Regions from separate parts of the Sus scrofa genome. Here all the other regions are linked to region 2. A link is a contact called in public HiChIP or PLAC-seq data. All regions are on one chromosome and are shown on one strand. The core of a region is the stretch at or near the end of the contact, and the rest is flanking DNA. Distances in the headings are between cores, read along the strand shown. Region 1 overlaps CUBN (cubilin). Region 2 overlaps CUBN (cubilin). Region 3 overlaps CUBN (cubilin). Region 4 overlaps CUBN (cubilin).

What was found. HiChIP or PLAC-seq counts read pairs in DNA pulled down with a chosen protein or histone mark.
Region 1: a contact with region 2 is called in an H3K27ac HiChIP or PLAC-seq map of alveolar macrophages. The contact joins two enhancer-like sites. A contact is called at or near these places in 3 of 47 Hi-C or Micro-C datasets (adipose tissue, embryonic fibroblasts and mesenteric adipose tissue) and 1 of 2 datasets of contacts at active chromatin or transcription factors (alveolar macrophages).
Region 3: a contact with region 2 is called in an H3K27ac HiChIP or PLAC-seq map of alveolar macrophages. The contact joins two enhancer-like sites. A contact is called at or near these places in 6 of 47 Hi-C or Micro-C datasets (embryonic fibroblasts, fetal skeletal muscle, fibroblasts and 2 more) and 2 of 2 datasets of contacts at active chromatin or transcription factors (alveolar macrophages and skeletal muscle).
Region 4: a contact with region 2 is called in an H3K27ac HiChIP or PLAC-seq map of alveolar macrophages. The contact joins two enhancer-like sites. A contact is called at or near these places in 2 of 47 Hi-C or Micro-C datasets (epiblast stem cells and skeletal muscle) and 2 of 2 datasets of contacts at active chromatin or transcription factors (alveolar macrophages and skeletal muscle).

The regions. Positions count from the first base shown.
Region 1 is chr10:43,274,843-43,278,016 of Sscrofa11.1, reverse strand. CUBN (cubilin) reads left to right here. Exons shown (of 68, transcript XM_021064811.1): 30 at 1,049-1,230. Among named protein-coding and RNA genes, the nearest start is that of CUBN, 140 kb to the left of the region's middle. Within about 2 kb of position 1,431, at least 1 of the 83 cell types and tissues checked has an H3K27ac peak or open chromatin away from gene starts, as enhancers often do. A contact at or near this core is called in alveolar macrophages, where this site is marked.
Region 2 is chr10:43,133,858-43,137,110 of Sscrofa11.1, reverse strand. All of the region lies in intron 60 of CUBN (cubilin), which reads left to right. Among named protein-coding and RNA genes, the nearest start is that of EPC1, 190 kb to the right of the region's middle. Within about 2 kb of position 1,545, at least 7 of the 83 cell types and tissues checked have an H3K27ac peak or open chromatin away from gene starts, as enhancers often do. A contact at or near this core is called in alveolar macrophages, where this site is marked.
Region 3 is chr10:43,356,217-43,359,550 of Sscrofa11.1, reverse strand. The region is part of intron 17 of CUBN (cubilin); the gene reads left to right. Among named protein-coding and RNA genes, the nearest start is that of CUBN, 57 kb to the left of the region's middle. Within about 2 kb of position 1,665, at least 26 of the 83 cell types and tissues checked have an H3K27ac peak or open chromatin away from gene starts, as enhancers often do. A contact at or near this core is called in alveolar macrophages, where this site is marked.
Region 4 is chr10:43,319,596-43,322,600 of Sscrofa11.1, reverse strand. All of the region lies in intron 28 of CUBN (cubilin), which reads left to right. Among named protein-coding and RNA genes, the nearest start is that of CUBN, 94 kb to the left of the region's middle. Within about 2 kb of position 1,715, at least 19 of the 83 cell types and tissues checked have an H3K27ac peak or open chromatin away from gene starts, as enhancers often do. A contact at or near this core is called in alveolar macrophages, where this site is marked.

The DNA of each region.
Region 1 (3,174 bases), core at 182-2,681, 140 kb before region 2:
CTGGTTTCTCTCACTGATTAGTATGCCTGTGCGTTTCCTCCATGTGTTTTTGTGGCTTGATAGGCCATTTGTTGTTAGTGTTGAGTAATACCCAGTATTGGAGTTCCCCTTTTGGCTCAGCAGGTTAAGAACTGGATATAGTCTCTATGAGGAAGTGGGTTCTATCCCTGGCCTCACTCAGTGGGTTAAGGATCCAGCATTGCCACAAGCTATGTACGGTGTTAGTCACAGATGTGGCTCAAATCCAGTGTTGCTATGGCTGTGGCGTAGGCCTGCAGCTGCAGTTCCCAGTCTACCCCTAGTCCAGGAACTTCCATATGTCGCAAGTGTGGCCATAAAAAAAAAAAAAATACCCCAGTGTCTGTATGCACGACAATTTATTCATCTAATTCAGCTACGGAAGGATATCTTGGTTGCTTCCAAGTTCTAGCAGTTATGAATAAAGCTGCTTTAAACACCTGTGTGAAGGTTTTGGGGTTCCACATATACTTTTTTATTGCCTACTGTCTCTCATACACAAGTGAGGATTTTAAGCACTCAGAATTCCACATCTTAGGTCTGAAAGGACTTAGAGATGACATATTATATACAAGGAAACTGAAGACCAGGGGACCTGCTGTAGACCACTCACAGAGAGCATTGTACCTCCTACTAGGAAAGTCTTACCTAAATATAATGAAGAAAATCTAAAAATTAGAATGATGTGTAACTTGGTCCCCATGCTGTACAGTGGGGGAAAAAAAATTAGAATGACATTTTGAAGATACTACCAAAAGTTTGATGTGGAGAGAATAAGGACTGAGAATTTTTGCACCACAGTTTATAATCAGAGTATTTTTTAAGAAAAAGAATAAATGTAATAAGCTATAACCATGATTTTTTTCATTGTTTTAATACTACTTAATTAAAACTTTATTATGGCTTTATAATTTTTTGCCTAAATTAGACATGATGCATTTTCTGTTTTTTTCTTGCATGGTTGGATTTTTGAGTTTTTCCCAGTGCCTGATGCCCTCTTTGACCTGACCGAGCCCTGCTGTTCTAACAGGTTGTGGTGGAGAGCTGTCTGGCGATACTGGCACCTTCAGTAGTCCTGGCTACCCTGTGGGGTACCCCGCCAACAAGGAGTGTATCTGGTACATTCACTCCTCCCCCGGGAGTAGCATTCAGCTCACCATCCACGACTTCGATGTGGAATATCACGCAACTTGCAACTTCGACGTCCTGGAGGTAGGATTTGAGATTGTTTTCTGTGCGTTTCAGCTTGGGGAAGGGAAGTGGACATCACTCGCCAGATTCCCCACATTCTTGCCCATGGCCAGTGGTGTTCTACTCCGGTACGTGGTGATGAGGCTCCACCCTCCGTATATGATGCATGCAGACAAATGGGGTTAATATCATAGCTTGGGTTTCCCTAAAGGCAGTGCCTGCAGGGCGTGGTGGCAGGGAGTTGAAGGAGGCAGTGGTACCAGGAAGTAGAAGTGAGGGCACAGGGGAGGGAGGGTGAGGAGGAGGAGCCAGTGAAAGGGGTCCCTGTGGACTCCTTGGGCTTAATCCTGCCAGGCCTCTGAGGTCTGCTCATCAGAATCATCCCTCTAAGAAAAGTCCCCCAAATCCATTCCCATTGATGGAGGTGGCACCTGGGATTGTCAGTGCCCCACACTTCCAGTCTGAGAAGGCTTCCTTAGGAAGGGCAGTGGTGGCAGAGTTCAGAGAGGAGGCAGAGCTTGGGGCAGGACCTGGCAGTGGGCAGAGGAATCCCCCATGACTTTTTTTTTTTCTTTCTTTTTTAAAGTTCTTTTGAATCATTTTTTATTAGATTCTGCATATTAGTGATCTCATGTATTTATCTTTCTCTGACTTACTTCACTTAGATAATTTCTAGGTCCATTCGTTTTCTACAAACAGCGTTATTTCATTCTTTTTTTATGGCTGATATTCCATTGTATGAATGTACACCACATCTTCTTAAACCAGTCATCTTTTGATGGGCACATGGGTTATTTCCATGTCTTGGCTATTGTAAATAGTGCTAAATGAACATTGAGGTGCATGTATGTTTTCAAACTATGGTTCCTTGGGATATATGCCCAGGAGTAGGATTGCTAGGTCACATGGTAGTTGTATTTTTAGCTGGGTTTTTTGTTTGTTTGCTTGTTTTTGTTTTGGTCTTTTGTCTTTTTAGGACTGCACCTGCAGCATACAGAGGTTCCCAGGCTAGGGGTCAAATCGGAGCTGTGGCCGCCAGCCTACACCACAGCCACAGCAACTTGGGATCTGAGCCGTGTCTGCAAACTACACCACAGCTCCCAGCAACGCCGGATCCTTAACCCACTGAACAAGGCCAGAGATTGAATCTGCATCCTCGTGGATGTAGTTGGGTTCATTAACTGCTGAACCACAGCAGAAACTCCTGTTTTTAGTTTCTTAAGAAACCTCCATACTGTCCTCCATATGGTTGCACCAATATACATTCCCACCAGCGGGATGGGAGGGTTCCCTTTTCTCCACACCCTCTCTGGCATTTATTATTTGTAGACCCTTGATGTTGGCCATTCCAAGACGTATGACGTGATACGTCGAAGTAGGTTTGAATTACATGATAGCTGTAAGACAGAACACAACAGTGGGTTCACATTTTTTCCAATAATTAGTGCTGTTGAGTTTCCTTTCACATGCCTGTGACTTTTCCAACACGGCTGTGAATGGTTTATCTCAGATAATTCCATTGGCCTTTGAGAACCGATTGTAATCAGCTGTCGACTACAGGCGTCTAGTCATTGGATGACTTCCTAGGGCACTGGAAACGTCCGTCCCCTCTGCTATAGGGGCTGCGGTGGCCGGTCACCACAGGGTTCTGTGGTCTGGTAGACTTAAGCTCCATGAGGCCCGGGGATTTGTTTGATTTTATTTTATTGTTTCTTATGGCTATACCCCCAGAGCCACAGAGCCCTTGGCAAATAGTAAACACCGGATATATATTTGCGAGATAAAGGAGAACGTTCAAGTCTCTGATTGAACCACCGTAATAATGTACATTTTTGGGCATTTGCAAAGGGATTTTGACATCCATTTTCCAATTTGGATGTCAACTGATCCTAGGAGATCGGAGAGGAATTCGGTCCCCATTTGACTGTTGTCAAAACAGAGGCCCAAGACAGTGGATGGGTTTTT
Region 2 (3,253 bases), core at 296-2,795:
TTTGGTAATGATAAATGGCCTGTTCTGAATCACTTGGGTCCAAGGCCCTATCCTATCCTACCTAACAAGTCCTTTGTAAAATTTCAAGGACTTCCTAACATGGCTCAGTGGTTAAGGAACACGACTAGCATCCATGAGGAAGTGGGTTCGATCCCTGGCCTTGATCAGTGGGTTAAGGATCTGGCATTGCTGTGAGCTGTGGTGTAGGTCACAGACTCAGCTCAGATCTGGCATTGCTGTGGCTATAGTGTTGGCCGGGGCTTCAGCTCCAATGGGACCCCTAGCCTGGGAACCTCCATATGCCCCATTGCAGCCCATTTTCATGAAATGCCCTGGGACTACTGATGCATACATAAAGTGCTTTCAGTAATACCAAAATAATGCAAAATAAATTAAAAGTTACTGAGAATTCTCTTTATCCTAAGTTGTTTATATGTCACATTGCTCTTTAATTTGTGACTGTCACTACTGATTAGCTGCTGATACTACTTTTCTTTCAGTAAATTACCTTTCGTTTAGTATTTTAGTTTTATGCTTCCCAAATATGACCAGAATAACTACATATTCTGAGTTAAATTAAGCTGAGTCTCAAATTAGGATATCCAAAATGAGTCACATTGAGTGAAATTATTAAAAACAAACAAAACATCACTCAGATTACAAGCGCCATTAAGTTTCTTTTCTCTTGCGCAACATAAATACTTTAAAAGTGGTGAATGTTTAAGTTTTTGTAGAATAATAAAGGCAATTTACTTTTTTAGCAAAAAAAAAGAATATGTTCATGTGAAATTTAGTTGAACTTTTTAAAGGAATTCACTTCTTTAGGGCAGTTGCAAACTGCAGCTTTGAACTTTACAGCAAGATGCAGGCAACTAAAGCCTTATGGAGCTTCCGTGTCCCTAAGGCACCAGCTTTCAATGCGTGTGTGTTCTGTTTCCTGTGCTTCATCGAGCTTCCTTCAACTACAGCCTGAAGCCTTAATGGGTTCCCTGGAGAACAGGAAAATGCTTGAAGTCAGGCGGATCCTTATCTGAAAGTACAGCTAGCCACCCACCATCTGTCCAAGTAGTGGTTGTCCAGAGATGGTTAGAGATCCTATCCAGAAGACCTGCATAAAATGTCAGCCCCCTGTAATGTCAGCAGCGGAAATGTCAGTTCCCAAGATAATTATTTGGAAATGTATCTGACTGCACTGAAGCCTTCAAGATGTTTTCTCTTAGATAATACAGCTAATTCTTATGGTCAGATTCATTCCAGCTTGAACTTCACTTGGAAGGTTAATCATTGGAGAGAAATCCTTTAGGATTCAATTACTGATTTTTAATTAGGTCGATCTGGACCCAAATATATGCTACGGGTATATATTTCCAATATGTCTTTCACCAACCATTTGCTTTCTCTAAAGCCATCCCTCTTTCGTAGGAAGTGTTTCTGATTCGGTGTGAGGGTTAGAGTGATATTTGCTCTCTGTCTGGCACGGGGAGTGTTGCACAGAGCGCTTCTGACACAGCAGGCTGGTGGATACGGAGCGCTTCTGACACAGCCGGCTGATGGATGGGAGTTCACTGGATGGTAGAACAATGTGGGATAACGAGGAAGATGATAGACTGGTGGTGCTAAAGAACACGTCAATGCTAAGGTCATACACTCGCTCAAAAACAGGAATTTTAAAATACCATATAGTAAACAAGTATAGGAAACCATTTCATCGTCTGAGTCCTCCCTTGTTCTTCCCGTATATCCTGCCATTGTTGAAATATAGAAATTGTGATGTGGCAAGAGCATTTGTTGGCAAAGAACTCTTCTTTGATGAATATTCATCTTTATATTCCCCCAAAGACACACGCTGTGGGAGGAGCAGGAGCACAGAGCAGTTGTGCCATGTTTCCATTTCCAAGTGGGTGAATCAGAGCAATTATAACCATTTTCCGTGCCACACAGACACCGAAAGATGTTTATCATATAATATCCATATAGAATGTGAATTGTATTATCCACTCATAATGTTATATTTGCTTCAGTTACTTGACTATTTATTCACACAACATTGTATTTACTCATATGATACTGACATAGAACATGAATTGTCTAATTCCCGCCGTAATGTTCTATTACTTCAGTACTTGCCTATTTCTTCATACAATGCTATATTTACTCATAAAATATTCACAGAATATTAATTGTACAATTTACTCCACAATGCCACATTTATTTCAATTACTTGATATTTATTCATACAATATTATATTTACTCATATAATATTCATATAAAATATGAATTGTATGATTCACTCAATGTTATATTTACTTCAATTACTTCACTGTTTATTCATATAATATTATATTTACTCACATAATATTATTCATAAAGAATATGAATTGTATAATTCCCTCATATAATATTGTATTTACTTCAATTACTTGACTATTTTGGCCAGGATTATCTGATGATAAGTTTAGTTCTCCATTTTCTTTATTCTGTGTGTAGATTTTATGAATTAAGCAATGTGCTCTATTACAGTTTGATAACTCAGAGTAGCTATTTTTGTACTTGTCCGCTATTGCCACACTGATGCTGCATAACGAACCATCCAAAATTCAGTGGCTCATACCACTGAAGCATTATTTTATCACTTACGGGTCAGCAGGCTGGTTTGCCTGCCTGTTCCAGGAGGCAGGCTGACTGTGCCTGGCTCCACCGTACAGACTGCGGTCAGGTCAGCTCTCCACGCAGGTACCCAGGGCGTGAGCTCTTGGTGGATCGAGGGAGCATGAAAGTCCAAGCCCAAAACACAAGCACATTTAAGGCCTCTTCCCACCTCATGACCACAGCCATTCCATTGCGTAGAGCGAGTCGTAGGGTGGAACCTAACATCAAGTGAATGGAAGAATGCACTCAGTCCATGCTCCGGCACTGCTGAGAGAGACTGCAGGGTTAGGAATCATGCAGGCACCACTCAGTCTATGCCAGTGCCCACCAGCATCTGCAGGTTCTTGATCCGGAATTCCCAGAAGCCAGGGTGTCTCTGTCTTAGGACCTCAGTAGCAGCAGTACCAGCCTTATAGAATAAGTCTGTGCAATGGCACTCGCTGTGCCCAATGCATTTGTCATTCTGCCCTTATAAACTTAGTAGCAACAATTAATAAACAAAGGGCGATAAAATATATAGCTTGAATTTTTTTAAATAGCATTTTGTTTTGGGAGCTGATACAGTCATAGAAATAAAGCCCAGCAGCATGGTTTTCCTGAATA
Region 3 (3,334 bases), core at 416-2,915, 220 kb before region 2:
CATGAACAGTCTGGGCCTGTCCACACAGCACTAGAACTAGAACTGGTCCTTGTCCTTTCTGTGCAAATGTGACCCACAGTGAAGAATGGATCTGGGAGTGCCAGTTGTGGCTCAGTGGGTTAAGAACTCAACATAGTGTCCTGAGGATACAGGTTTGATCCCCTTCCTTGCTCAGTGGGTTAAGGATCCAGTATTGCTGCAAGTTGTGGTGTAGGTCGAAGATGCAGCTCAGATCTGGTGTTGCTGTGGCTGTGGTGTAGGCCTTCAGCTGCAATTCAGTTCCAAGCCTAGGAACTTCTATGTGCTGCAGGTACAGCCATAAAAAAAAAAAAAAAAAAAAAAAAAAAAAAAAAAAAAAAAAGGAGTGAATCTTGTGTATCTGGCATGAAGATGCCTCTACCAGTGGCCACAGCCTGGCTTCACCTGACTTCTTAAGAAAAAACAATATGTTAGTACCACCAAGCCTCAAATACAAGTCATCTTTCTCTAGGTTACATTGCAATAACAAACAGCCAGTAACAGTAAAGCAAATCCAAAGCAATAACAAAACATTTCTGAGGCTTACAACAAGGTGTATTTATTCACTCTGTTAACATGCTGGCTTGGGATCACTGAGCAGCTCTGCTGATCTGGTCCCTGTCCCAGCTGCCCTGGGACCCCAGCCCTTGGTCTTGTGAGAGCCCTTGGTCATCATGCAGTGACTCCCAAAGCTTCTTCTTAGAAGCCAGTTCATCACTTCTGCCCACCTTCTTTTGGGTAAAGCAAGCCTGATGGCCAAGCCCAGAGTCAGTGGGAGGGATAAATATTAATTCTCCATGTGGTAGCATCACGGGTCACAAGACGATGAGAGCCGATGTTCAGCCCTCTTTCAGGAGGGATGTAAATAATTAGGAAAAACAGCCCAGTCTATCCCAGTGCCCAGGCACAAAGGAAAGAGAGGGGTCTGTTATTGTGGGGGAGGAGGCAGCCTCACCAGGCCTGTGATATTGAATGCACGATATGCTGCAGGAGTCTTGGGGGTCACTTTAGAGTGTTTGGAGGTTGTGGTTACAGTCTTGCCTTATCTGGGGTCCAGGGAGAATACAGGCTTTCAGAATTAATAAGGTTTCATTTCCACAGAGAGAGAGAGAAACAGAGCCAAAATCCATTGTACCTTCTAGGGTTAAGGCCCTTGAGCCCTTTAAGTTCTTAAAACATTTGCACTGCAGCTGCCTTTCTCCTTGCTCAGGTCCTTGAATTTCATTAGGGAGGCCCAGGGGAGCAGCTCACTTTAGCTTGCTCTGCAGCTCTTTGGCTGTTTTTCTTCCTTCTTGTCATCTTCTAATGGGCAAACTAGAAAAGAGATACTACAGTCTTAGCAGAGTGAATGGCACCCTGGAGGATTCGAGAGCAGGAAGATAGCTTACTCTGTGTTTCATGCTTTCTGGTTTCCAAGCACTGCTGTATGTCTGCGGCGCGGACACAAATTGAGCCATCACACTGCACCTTAAAATTAATGAATCAGCAAGCCTCTGTCACACAGCTCTTTGCATAGTTCTGTGTCCGCTCCTGAAGGTGATACAGAAATTTCCTCTTTTCTCAGAGATTTGCTGTTTGGTTAGAGAGCTGGTTAGCATAACTTTATGGCAGGATGTGAAATTTGCACGGTAACTCCTAGAAAGGAACTGGTTCGAGATGAATCAGTGGAGAGGCATGTGATTTCCAGTGTCTGTGTAAGACTCTACCATATGGCGGTATCATGATTTATTTAATCACCCTCCTATTCTTAGACATGTGGAAGATTTCAGTTCTTGTTATTATACATTGTATTTTGGAGTTGCCTGGTGGCTCAGCAGGTTGAGGATCTAGCACTGTCACTGCTATGGCATGGGTTTGATCCCTGGCCCGGAAATGTTTGCATGCCGGCATCACTGCCAAAAAAACAAATAAAAAAAGAACGTACTTTGCTGTAGATCTTTGTGTGTCTTTGCTTGTATTTCGAACGGTTTCCTCAGGATAGAATGTTAGCAGGGAAGTTGCTAACATTGCAAAACTATGAACATTTCCAAGATTCCTGATCCATATTGTCCAATTATTTTCCAGAAATTTATACCAGTTATGGATCAGAGTAACGTGTTACTGTGTTACCAACTTTGAGAATCAGACTTTTAAGCCGCTCCCTTTACTGCCTGTTCATTAGATCTGGATACTCTTTCAAGTTTCAGCTTAAAAATGATTTCTGCTGAGAAATATTCTGTAGGAGTTCCAACTTTTTGGTTAAATCAGTGGTTCTCTCCACTATAAGACCTTCTTGTATCAACTTTATTCTGAAATGAAATGTATAGAGGATATAAGCTCACATTATGCATGTACTTTACATAAGTAAAAATAAAGTTGTACGTGTAAGATTTAGGAGAAGTAGAGCAAAGTAAAAAAAAAAAAAAATGTCAGTATGTTAAAAGCCTAGGCAAGCTGCACTAGTCATAAATCGTTTGCTCCCTGTACTGTTTGAATCCTGCAGTAAAAATGCAGGCCATGGCTCTGACATGGCTCTGTAGATTGGTGATGAATTTCCTGAAATGGTGACCAACTCTTGGCAGATTTCCAGGAGGAGGAAAAAAAAAAAAAAAAAAAGAACTTCTTTTGATTTACACTCTACTTGTAATCCTGGAAAATTCACTGTGTATTACAATTGGGCAAAAATATTTCGCATTTAGTACGTAAAATAGAGCTATAGCTCCAATTCGACCCCTAGCTTAGAAACTTCCATGTGCCATGGATTCAGACCTAAAAAGACAAAAATAAAAAATACAGCTAGATTTTACACATACATCTTTCACTGCAATGAATGTGACACAGGTCCTAGGCTAATCCTTGCTGTGTGTGACTGTGTCTTATATTTCCAGGTATCTTTGGTCTCCAGCTACAAATTGCAATAGGGTCCCACTGCCATCATGTTAATAATTAAAACAGGAGTTCCTGTTGTGGCTCAGTGGTTAATGAACCCGACTAGTATCCATGAGGACGAGGGTTCGATCCATGTCCTTGCTCAGTGAGTTAAGGATCCGGTGTTGCGGTGGCTGTGCTGTAGGCTGGCAGCTGTAGCTTCCATTGGACCCCTAGCCTGGGAACTTCCATGTGCTGTGGGTGCAGCCCTAAAAAGCCAAAAAAAAAAAAAAAAATTAAAACAAAACCAAAAAATGCCTTCACAAATTTCCAAAATGCCTAATTTGGTGCCTATTGAGCCCCATTCTGTTACGTAGTAATCCAGGAACCTGCACTTTCCTAAACATGACACTCATGCTTTAAAAAGATTGTGCTTGCTAGAGTTCCTGTGAGCAGCAACTGTCTTTCA
Region 4 (3,005 bases), core at 466-2,965, 190 kb before region 2:
AATCACTTTTTAAGCCATCTTACACATTAGCTTTATATTCATCTACACTGTTATTATATAAGACTTCTGAATCCGGGAGTTCTCATTGTGGTGCAGTGGTTAACAAATCCGACTAGGAACCATGAGGTTGAGGGTTCGATCCCTGGCCTTGCTCAGTGGGTTAAGGATCCGGCGTTGCCTTGGGCTGTGGTGTAGGTCACAGATGTGGTTCAGATCCTGTGTTGCTGTGGCTCTGGTGTAGGCCAGTGGCTTCAGCTCCGATTGGACCCCCAGCCTGGGAACCTCCATATGCTGTGGGAGTGGCCCTAGAAAAGGCAAAAAGACAAAAAAAAAAAAAAGACTATGAGTCCATATTTGATGTTTTCACATAGAAGACTTTTCTGAAGTGACAACCCATTCTGCTAACGTTAAGACATTCCCCCAAATCCCACCTACTCACAACACCATTACTTAGTGTCTTTCTTTTTAAAATGATCAGCAATTTTTAGAAGCTTTGCTTGCCAAGACTTCCCAAATCCAGCATGTCTAACTTTGAGAACATAGTCCCTGAAAAAAAATTTTTCTTCCTTTGAAAATTGTTTTAACTCTCTTTCTTATCAACTAAAAAAACTAGTATTAATCAAGGTTGTTTAAGGTTAACCTTTTTTTCCAAGTGGGCACTTTTATTTTTCATAACAAGGAAGAGAAAGCTTCTTCTACTTTGAGAGACTTTGGAAGATCTTGAATGTACAGATGCCCTTGTTTTAAGGGATACTATTTGGGGTTAAAAAAAAATCTTGCTTTATATTTAGAAAATTTCAATATTATAGAAAGAGTAACCATAGTATTTACCCTTTAGAAAGTTATATTTACTAGCATTCAAAGAAAATACCCAACATAAAACAAGTATGAACTTGACAATGGTTTTGAAGTCCGCCTTCCCTCATCTGGCATTCAAGTGGTCTTTACAGGCTTAACAATGGCGTGCTTGCCTCATTCCATTTACTCGGAATAACCCCCTTTTTCTTCTTTTCACATGGAGAGGCATTGTTCATTCTTTAGAAATAAATTGAAACGTTGCTTTCAAAGCCACTTGTTCATGCCACAAACATAGCATTTATCGTATCATATTTTTATCATTGTGATTGTGTCCACATGCCCCGCTTTTTGAAGGTGTGAACTGTCTCCACCTAGTAACTGATTACAGACCTGAGGGTGTCTAGGAGTTCAGCAAGTTCAGGTTAAATGGAATATCACAGCCATCTTTTAGCATCGGCTTAAGAATAGCTCTTCATTAATGAGAAAGAACAGATTTCCAGAGAGGCCTTTTTGTGTCATCTCTATACATCTCTATGCATTTCTAACCCCTTGAACACAAAGCAGAATAGAATTCAAGGGCCTGTAGAGGGTTACAAGTTTGACAGTGAACTGGGCGCCTTATTTGATAAAGCACAATGGAGAAAGCCAGGAGAGGGGGCAGCTTTTGCACTAGACTGGAAAGGAGGCTTTGGCAGAAAGGATGAGGAGGAAAGGTGATGAAGCCTTTCTAGGGACCAGACTCAACCTCTTTGGATTTCCTTGAGGATGGAAAGGTAACACAAAGGCCCATCAGATCATTTTTGGAGGTGTTTAAAAACTGTCAAATGAAAAATACTTATTCCAACAACCATAGAGCTGCTCATCAGAGGCTGATGTTACCCACATGCCTTGATTCTTGTGCAATATTGATGGTGAAAGCAGCAAAGATACAGAATAAGAACCAGAAGTTCAGCAAAGCCTTCCAAAGAATGACACTCCTGCCAGAGGGAGGGGTTTTTTCCATTTCTGTGAGCCAAGGGGCAAGACCAGAACAGTCGCTACAATGGCTGGTTTATGATGGAAAGTCTAAAAGCACAAATAACCACTTAAGGAGAGAAAAGCCACAAACACAGGCTCTAGTTTCCATGATTTTAATCACTTCTAGTTAAAGGGTTTTCTCGAGTAACTTAGCCAAGTCCCAGTGGAGTGGCTGTTAGTGCAGAGCCAGAATTTGCAATTAACAGAACTGAAACTATAAAAGGACATGGTGCTGCTCGGACATGGTGTCCAGCTTCGCTGAGAGGTGTGGGTTGGTAAAGATCCCACTGGCAAGCAAATCTGCCCTTTCTTATTTTGTCACCTGGGCCAAACGAAATGATTCAGCTTTGGAAACAACATGCTCCGTGGGAGGAAGGGTCATTTGCCTAAAGGAAGAAGGCTGTGTTGCCCACGCAGTTTTGGGAAGTCCCCCGTAAGGATTCTTTAGTATTTGACAACTCGATTTTCACTTGTTCATTTGTATTTATTTTTATTTTATTTATTGATTGACTTTGTCTTTTTGTCTTTTTAGGCCCACACCCACGGCATATGGAGGGTCCCAGGCTAGGCGTCTAATCAGAGCTGTGGCCGCCAGCCTGCGCCACAGCCACAGCAACGCCGGATCCTTAACGCCCTGAACAAGGCCAGGGATCGAACTCACAACCTCATGGTTCCTAGTTGGATTCGTTTCTGCTGCGCCACAATGGGAACTCCCTTCATTTGTATTTTGAGCCTGAGTCTCTAGGTGAAGAAGAGATTTCTAATAGGTGATTGAACATACACACAGAAGGAATGGATTTGGGAGAAGTCAGCACGGAGACTCTAGTAGAGTCCAGAGCATGTGTTAGGTCAGCATGTGGGTGGTGAGAAGAGGAAAAAAGAAAACTATCAGGTTATTGTTTCATGGAAGCAGAGGGTAGACAGGGTGACAGTGAAGGACAAGAAGAGATGCTCTGAAGGGGTCCAGAAAGACACCCTTCTCTTCCTGGTCTCTTGTAGGTCGGTGTCTCTTCAAATGGGTCCAGGATAGGAGTCAACATACCAACCGAGCTGACCAGGCCCGTATTATCTGGTTCCTACTTTCTAGTATCATCGGCGGAAATTAAATGGGTTTATTGTTAACCAGGTCGTGATAGCGGACTATATTAAAGACCTGTAGTCTCCAGATCACTTGTACATGAGTCGCAAAG